Regions from separate parts of the Mus musculus genome. Here region 2 is linked to region 1. A link is a contact called in public Hi-C data. All regions are on one chromosome and are shown on one strand. Each heading gives the region's core, a stretch centred on a gene start, on an enhancer-like site or on the middle of the called end of the contact. The rest is flanking DNA. Distances are from core to core; before and after follow the strand shown. Region 1 overlaps Arhgap6 (Rho GTPase activating protein 6). Region 2 overlaps Arhgap6 (Rho GTPase activating protein 6).

Evidence for each region. A called contact is a pair of places that touch in the nucleus more often than the background predicts.
Region 2: a contact with region 1 is called in a Hi-C map of the G1E-ER4 cell line, with 4 times the contacts expected there. The contact joins two enhancer-like sites. A contact is called at or near these places in 3 of 39 promoter capture datasets (3T3-L1-derived adipocytes, hippocampal neurons and pre-B cells), 1 of 15 datasets of contacts at CTCF or cohesin (pro-B cells), 8 of 484 Hi-C or Micro-C datasets (the G1E-ER4 cell line, the HPC-7 cell line, embryonic fibroblasts and 3 more) and 1 of 9 other capture datasets (adipose tissue).

What each region holds. Positions count from the first base shown.
Region 1 is chrX:169,105,886-169,109,661 of GRCm38.p6, reverse strand. All of the region lies in intron 1 of Arhgap6 (Rho GTPase activating protein 6), which reads right to left. Among named protein-coding and RNA genes, the nearest start is that of Amelx, 79 kb to the left of the region's middle. Within about 2 kb of position 2,016, at least 63 of the 459 cell types and tissues checked have an H3K27ac peak or open chromatin away from gene starts, as enhancers often do. A contact at or near this core is called in the G1E-ER4 cell line, where this site is marked.
Region 2 is chrX:169,297,127-169,300,902 of GRCm38.p6, reverse strand. Arhgap6 (Rho GTPase activating protein 6) reads right to left here. Exons shown (of 13, transcript NM_009707.4): 11 at 566-840. Among named protein-coding and RNA genes, the nearest start is that of Hccs, 21 kb to the left of the region's middle. Within about 2 kb of position 1,677, at least 3 of the 459 cell types and tissues checked have an H3K27ac peak or open chromatin away from gene starts, as enhancers often do. A contact at or near this core is called in the G1E-ER4 cell line, where this site is marked.

The DNA of each region.
Region 1 (3,776 bases), core at 767-3,266:
GATAGATCCTCACAGCCTATATATAGATTCTCTTACATGCTCTACTTTGGCTTCTGTTACATTTCAATTTTCAGGCTGATTAATCTCCTGAGAGGGTGAAATGTTCTCTTACTTGCAGATGAATAGCCCCTAATACATTTGGCCCATCTAATCAAGCTTCCAATTTTAAAGACAGGAAATTCCACTACCACCCTTGTTATATGATGCTACAAGTTAAAATTTTTAGAATTGTGAATGGACAACAAATTGTATATGTATATGTACACACACACACACACATATATATATATATATATATATATATATATATATATATGATGTGTGTGTTCGTATGTGCAGCATGCATGCCAGCTACAATACACTCTTGCAGGTAACAAGACAGCATTTGGAATCAGTTCTTTTCTTCCACTGTGAATTCCAGGGATAAAACTGAGATATAAAAATTCAGCCTTGACTAGGCTTGTCTATGGAACCATCTCACCCCACCCCCCAATCGCTATTTAATCACTTTAGTCGGTACATATCTCAATGACTGTCTTTAGAATATTAAGCAATGTGGATTACTAGAATGATGTATTGTTATCTTTGGGCCCAAAATAAAAAGTAGTAAAACAATTACAAAATTCATTGCATATATTAGATTCCCAATCATTAAAAGACCTTTGTTCATTTATATCGAATGTAGAAAGTCACATTGCATTTCTCCATTAGGTAGTCAAAATAAACAATTACAATGGTTTTGATTATTGTTTTTGTCATTTACTGGAACTGTGATATACAGCAAACAATTCACACTGAAAGATCAGCTTCTTTTTATATTAGGGGCAATAAGCTGGATAGATTACCCAGGAGTTAAGGATACATACTGCTGTTGTAAAAGACTCAAGATTAGTTCAAGGACCCATAGTGGGCGATTCAAAACCACCTATATTGCCCCATTCAAAGGACCTGGTGCCTGCTCTCTGTGGGCACATTCACTCATGTATACATACCCACAAATAGATACAAAGACCTACACAGAATTAAAAATACAATTTTGAAAAGGTAGAAATGTAAGAAGGAGGGATACTTTTTTCCTTAGCTTCTTAAGTTACCACAACAAGTAACATTGAGTGGCTTGCTTGGTTTAAATGATAAGCCATGGATTTCTCACAGTTCTCTAAACTGAAATCCTGAGATCAAGGTATTAGTATAGTCAAATTTTAGTGAAGACACTTTCTGATGTACAGACAGCTGCCTGTCCTCTGTGTCTAAACATGGCAGAAAAACTCTGCGTTATTCTAAGAACACTCAGCTCATTATGATCACACCCTCCTTACCACAATCTAAACCAAATCACCTGTTGTATGCTCCATCTAAAATCTCACCACATTCAGAGACAGAATTACAGAATTTCAGGAAGGTGCACAAGTATTCAGTTCCTTACACCATCTTTTCTAAGGTGTATGTGAAGGTTAAAGGCAACATAAAGGGTAATGGTAAGTGTTATAACATTTTACTTAATAAGTGGCACTGGTTGTGTCACTAGCAACCATTGAGGACATAAAGAAGTCAAAGTATATAACTGAAATGTTCATTCATCACTCCATTCAGATATATAGATAAGCCTCCAAATTTCAAAAACACTAAAGGCAAAATGAAATTTATAGCAGTCTTCTAAGCTGAAGAATAAAGGGTACATGCCAAAGAACGATAAAGTAGAAACTAGCACACAACAGATGATACAACTATACAGAAACCAGGGAAGAAGGGGTTGCGGGGAAACAAGACTAGAGTGAAGTAGGACGTTGAGAGAGTTTTAAAAGTTAAGTGTTTATCAGTGAGCTATGCCTTGGAGTACTGTGTGCAATGGTATTTCATTTTTCACAAAAGCTAAAATGTGATTTTTCTCTTACATTCTTTCCCTTGTACTTTTACAATGGTGTTGTCATGCTTGAAATAGTGAAGCCTGACTGTAGCATTGAAACTGCAGTCACTGACAGGGTGAAATAAATGCATCTACTATGACAGGATAGGAGATCTGTGATGGAAATGTGCTTAAGAAGCAGATGAGAAATCTAATGCTTGCAGGGACGACCACAACATAGTGTTTAGAAAGATAAGAGTAGAAATAAAAGGAAGCTGTGGGGATAAAAAGGAACAAAGTTTGACAGAAAGAAGCATTTGCAGGTTGGAGAGATGGCTCAGTGGTTAAGAGCACTGGCTCATCTTCCTAAAGAACCTGGGTTCAAGTCCCAACACCCACATTGCAGCGTATAACTGTAACTCCAGTAACCACTGCACAGAGACAGACATTCAGGCAAAACATCAGTGCTCATAAAAAATAAATACATTTGTTTAAAAAAAATATTTTGAAGAAGCAGAAGAAGGAGCAGCAGCAGAGGCATTTGGCTTGAAAGGCTACAGAGTTTAAATGCAGTAAGAACTGAGCATATGACTTTGCAGGTGATGGCTCCCACAAACTGGAGAAAAAGAGACACAAAAGAATGACGATACACAAGCTACCTTGGCAGAGGGCTGAAGAAAAGACAAAGATCATATATGAGCCATCCTTAATAGATATACAGTTGTAAAAGAGAATGGGTTTTAGAAGAGGATTTTGTTTGTTTGTTTGTTTGTTTGTGTGGTTGGTTGGTTTTTTGGTTTGTTTGTTTGTTTAACAAGGCAGAGACTTAACATGATATAACAGCAAAGAAGAACAATTTTGAAGCTACAGGTACAATTGGATGATAGGAAGCAGGACTATATAGAATTTGAATAAAATGACATACATTGTCCTCTGAGATCAGAGGAATTGAGATCTGTAGTTCCTGTGTTTGATTCATATATGATAACTCTTTTATTATAATGACAAATTGACCCAGTACGTTCATCTGCAACTAAAAGAATAGAATAGAAAGGCGGTCAAAAAACGTGTTTTAACGTTACAAAGCATGTACTACATCAAGGTTATAGCTTTTAATAATTTGCCATGAGTTGTTGCACTTTCTGGATCTTGAACCCATTATCACAAGAGCATTGATGTGGCTGAGCTTCTGGAAGTGACTGACAGATCTTGTGCTCATAGCTGGTTAATGAATCACCCAGGAAGCACGAGAGGCCAGGATGTTACCTCCTCCAGACCTGGGGCTTTCAGGCATCTGCCCTATCAGGCAGGCACATCTGCTTCTCCACAAGAAGGAAACAAAGCTAGAAGAGAGGGTTAGCTGGCAAAGCCACAAGGTCAAGCCTTGGCCTCTCCTTCCTGACTTCCCGCATTGACCTGGACTGAGCTACATGACCTGACTTGTAGCAACTCTGCATACTGCAAAAGAACTAAATCAGGAGCCACTGTAAGTTCCTCTTTCCAAACTTGCAGAATGTCCTCTGATTCACTTACTCACAAACCTCAGTTGGCCTCCTCCTATGTGTCAGACACTGCCCTAGGCTCAGAAAAAAGTATAGTGGTTACAGAAAAACTTTTCTGTGTAGTATTGATCGCCACAGTTCTTGCACAAGGACTAATTATTAATAAGGCCTCTGACTGTTTATCTAAATGGATGCATCTGTAACCCTTGCGTAGCATATTGGATTACTGTTTACAGAGGGTGAGCTTGCTGTTTATTTCTCAGCATGGAAGATACACATGTTGTACTTTTCATTTACAAGGTACAGCTCAGAGAAAACAAAGCCCCAGAATAAATCCTTCTTTCTAAAATCCACAGAGGATGATGAGCTCTGAAACTGACAAGTGTTCTAATTTTTACTATGCCCATTCAGTTCAGGCTTCCAAACCT
Region 2 (3,776 bases), core at 428-2,927, 190 kb before region 1:
GTAGATTCACTGATGAGCCAATACATGGAACATTCATACCGTTCTTAGTTATCCCATCAGGAGTCCATGGGCCTCTGTGGAACTTAGTTATTCCTTTGACATCCTGATAGCTGGAATTGGCATAACATCATTGTGATACCCAGGCTAGTGCTTTTTGTCCCTGGATGCTGACATTGTCTGGTTTTGGTACATTGCATTGTTATATGGTAGATTAAGCACCTTTGCTTTATGAAAAATTGAGTGACATCTTAGACTAGCAACTAAGCAATGCAAACCCTCTGGATACCTTAAAAGGTCATTTGGGAAAATGAGTTGCTGTTTGGGGCATACACTCAATTCACAGGTATTTGAGAATCAGAGGTTGAAAGGACCTTCTGAGTCAATGCCTTGGGGTTACCATCCCTTCCTCCCATCTTTTGTATTTAGCAGATACTCAGTAAATGTTCTTCGAATTGCAGAAACAATAAACAAGGGCCTGATGAAGAAGGTCCAATATGGCCCACCCATGTTGCATCCACAGGCAGGTGATTAAGCAATTGGGCTGTCCCAGCCAGGCTTCAGTTACCTTTTCCAAGCCTTGGTCCAGGAGAACTTTCTCTTGACTTTGACTTTGGCGATGACAAGTGGCCCACCAGTGTATACTGCTCTGGCACTTTATAAAGCTTCTCCGAGCCCCCCCGGGCCCTGTCCTCTTGCATAGCCAGCAGGGAGCGCTCAGACAATACTGGGGAGTTGTTGTCATAAGGGGAGATGTCTCCACTGGAGGCTTTGTTGGAATCTGTAGATGAATGCCTCCCTCCCATGGAAAAGGAAACTTCCGTCTGAAGTATGTCAGGGCTCCTGGCATAAGATAATACAGGTGTGTAAGTATGATCAGATTCAGATATTACACAATTGCCAATGGAATATTTCGAAGACATGGACATGGAGGCTGAAATAAAAAGACCTTTTGAGCAATGGTCCAACAAACACATCCTTACCAGTAATGCGAAAGCATTTTCCATAAAATGATCACAAGATGGCAGGAAAACACAACAAATGTAACAAGACGTGGCAGCTGGTGAAGGATGTGACAGAGGAGAAAATCAAGTTCTGCTGTAGTTGCCAGTGTTAAACCAGCAGAGAGCAGTAAATCCACACAAATGTCATAAAGCATGGGTCAACTGGAAGGGAGATGAACCCACACATGCCTGTGTTCCACAATGCTGCCCACTGGCAGAGAGGAGTAAAACCTAAGAGGTTTAACGAAAACAGGACGTAAATACAGATGGATCCCTGTCACCACCTTGCATTGCTGGAGTGCCTCATGGACTGATGCCTGATTATATTTAAAGGTGAAAGCCTTGGGGGCGGGGGTCACTATTAAGCAAGGAAAAGAAAACGATGACTTTTTTTTTTCCTTCCTCAGTCTTCTGAATTAAAACTAATCTAGACTAGACAGGGACAATTCTGAGTTAAAGGAAATTTGGGGACTAAAATGGAGCAGAGGCTGTAGGAAAGGCCATCCAGAGACTGCCCTACTGTGTGATCCATTCCATTTGAAAACACCAAACCCCAATACTATTGCTATTGCCAAGATGTGCTTGCAGATAAGAGCCTGGTGTGGCTGTCCTCTGAGAGGCTCTACCAGCACCTAAGACATACAGATGCTCACAGCCAACCACTGCACTGAACCTAGAGACCCCAGTGGAAAAGTTAGAGGAAGGACTGAAGGAGCTGAAGGGGAGCCCCATAGGAAGAACAACAGTATCAACTAACCAGACCCCTCAGAGCTCCCAGGGACTGAACCACCAACTAAAACGTATACATTGGCAGTCCATGGCTCCTGCTACATATGTATCAGGGGACTGCCTTATCTGGCATCAGTGGGAGGGGAGGTGCTTGGTCCTGTGGAGGCTTGATGCCCCAGAGAGGGGGGATGCTAGAGGGTTGAGGTAGAAGTAGGTGTGTGGGCAAAGGGGAGGGGGAGGGGTGGGAGATATGTGGAGGAAAGACCAGAAAGGCAGATAACATTTGAAATGTAAACAAATAAAATGATTAATAAAGGAATAAAAATAAAAGTCTCCCCCTAAAATAATAAACCCAACTTACAGTTCATTGTTGCTTTGGGGTAAACTTTTCTTTTCCCTCTGTACACTTAGCAAATTAATTTATACTTCCTGTGATGAAGACAATGGTGCTACGGGTGGAAATATCTATGTATGAAGAGGTGGCTAAACTGGTAAATAAATTAGTTTATTAAAGACCCGAGTGTATGTAAATACATAGAACATGAAGTTGCAAGGCATTGTTTTGCTGTGTAAACTATAGCATTATCTCACATACCATTAGCATCCATACTTATGAGTTGTCATAGCAACAGAAATAACAGAAAATGTAAATGAAGCAGGAAAATGAGAATACCAGGAATGTCAGGACTGGGCAAAGTCTTACCTGGAAACATCTTTATTTTCTACCTTCCTCAAAACAGTGACCCTGACATCTTAAAGGGAAATGATCAAAGGTTGATTAAATGTTTCACAATGTGCTTCTGCCTCCCCACACCCTTACCCAATTTGCTTCTCTTTACTGGTCTTTGGTTTCCATTTGTTGCAGTTTTCAAAACAAATCCTTTGTGGTTTCAAAGAAGGTAAACATACACAGAGCAATCCTCTCCCAGCCAAATGGATTTTGGCATGCAAAATGAAGGAAGTGGATTCATTGGGGCCCTAGCTTTATCTCAGGTTTCCAGCAAGGATTAGTACCCAGGGGAAAACGTCCTGGCATTTGTGATATGCCATGCCTGTCAGAGGCAGCCTGGACTCTAGCTCTTTTGATGAGGATATTTCCTACCCACATAGAATAACTAAGATCTTTGCTTGCCTCGTCTTTGAACTGATATCACACAATCTTATAGGCAGGAGCCAAAGGACAGCCATGGGGATGATTTTCCAGACATGAATTTGCTGCCAGTGAATTTGAAGGAAATAAAATCAAGAAAAAGCTAACAGCTTCTGCTGGAAATGGGTGAGGAAACTCACCACCATATCTAATTAAAGGCAAAAATCTTCTTCTTAATTCTAGGTAGGGAGACACAAATTCATACAAATGGGTAGTTGCCTATTGTTGTGGGATGCGGCTCTTCTGGAGAGAGGTTTATTATGAACACTGAAAGAAATGACTGTATTAGATTCAGAAGCACAAGGGCCACGGATCTGATTATTGGGCTGATTTTAGTAGTTTCCCCTTCTTAGGTGACATTTTCTTTCCAGTCATTAATGGAAATGTCTTAGTTCTACCCCATAAGACTAAGTCATGGTTATATGTCTAGTGTTGGGAAACCATAGCCTTATTGTATGGAAGAGTCTAAGTCATTGCCCAATTCATGAGCCCATCTGAAACAATTCATAGTTTGGATTTAGCCTCCTTTTATTGGTGGAATGGTGGGTTGGAGGTGGTTCACAGGCACCATGGTAATTTTAGCTTATGTGTTGCACATTTCTTCTTACCAGAAATGTAGAAGACAAACATCCAGGGCAATGGTCTAAATGTACATTCAGCCAGGAGTTATGAGCATAAATGAGAGACTTCAGGGAAGAAAAATTTCTCTCAAGACTTCATATTGGGAACATTTAAGGTTTCTATAGAAGGAGTAGATTTTTATTTTTACCCAGTGCTATGAAGAGCTCTGTAATAAATAATGCACGTCTCTCTGCTATGAGGGCTAGAAGGCTCAAAGGGCATGGAGCCCTGTGTGACCTGTTGCATAGATGCTTATGTGGCATCTCTATATTTTG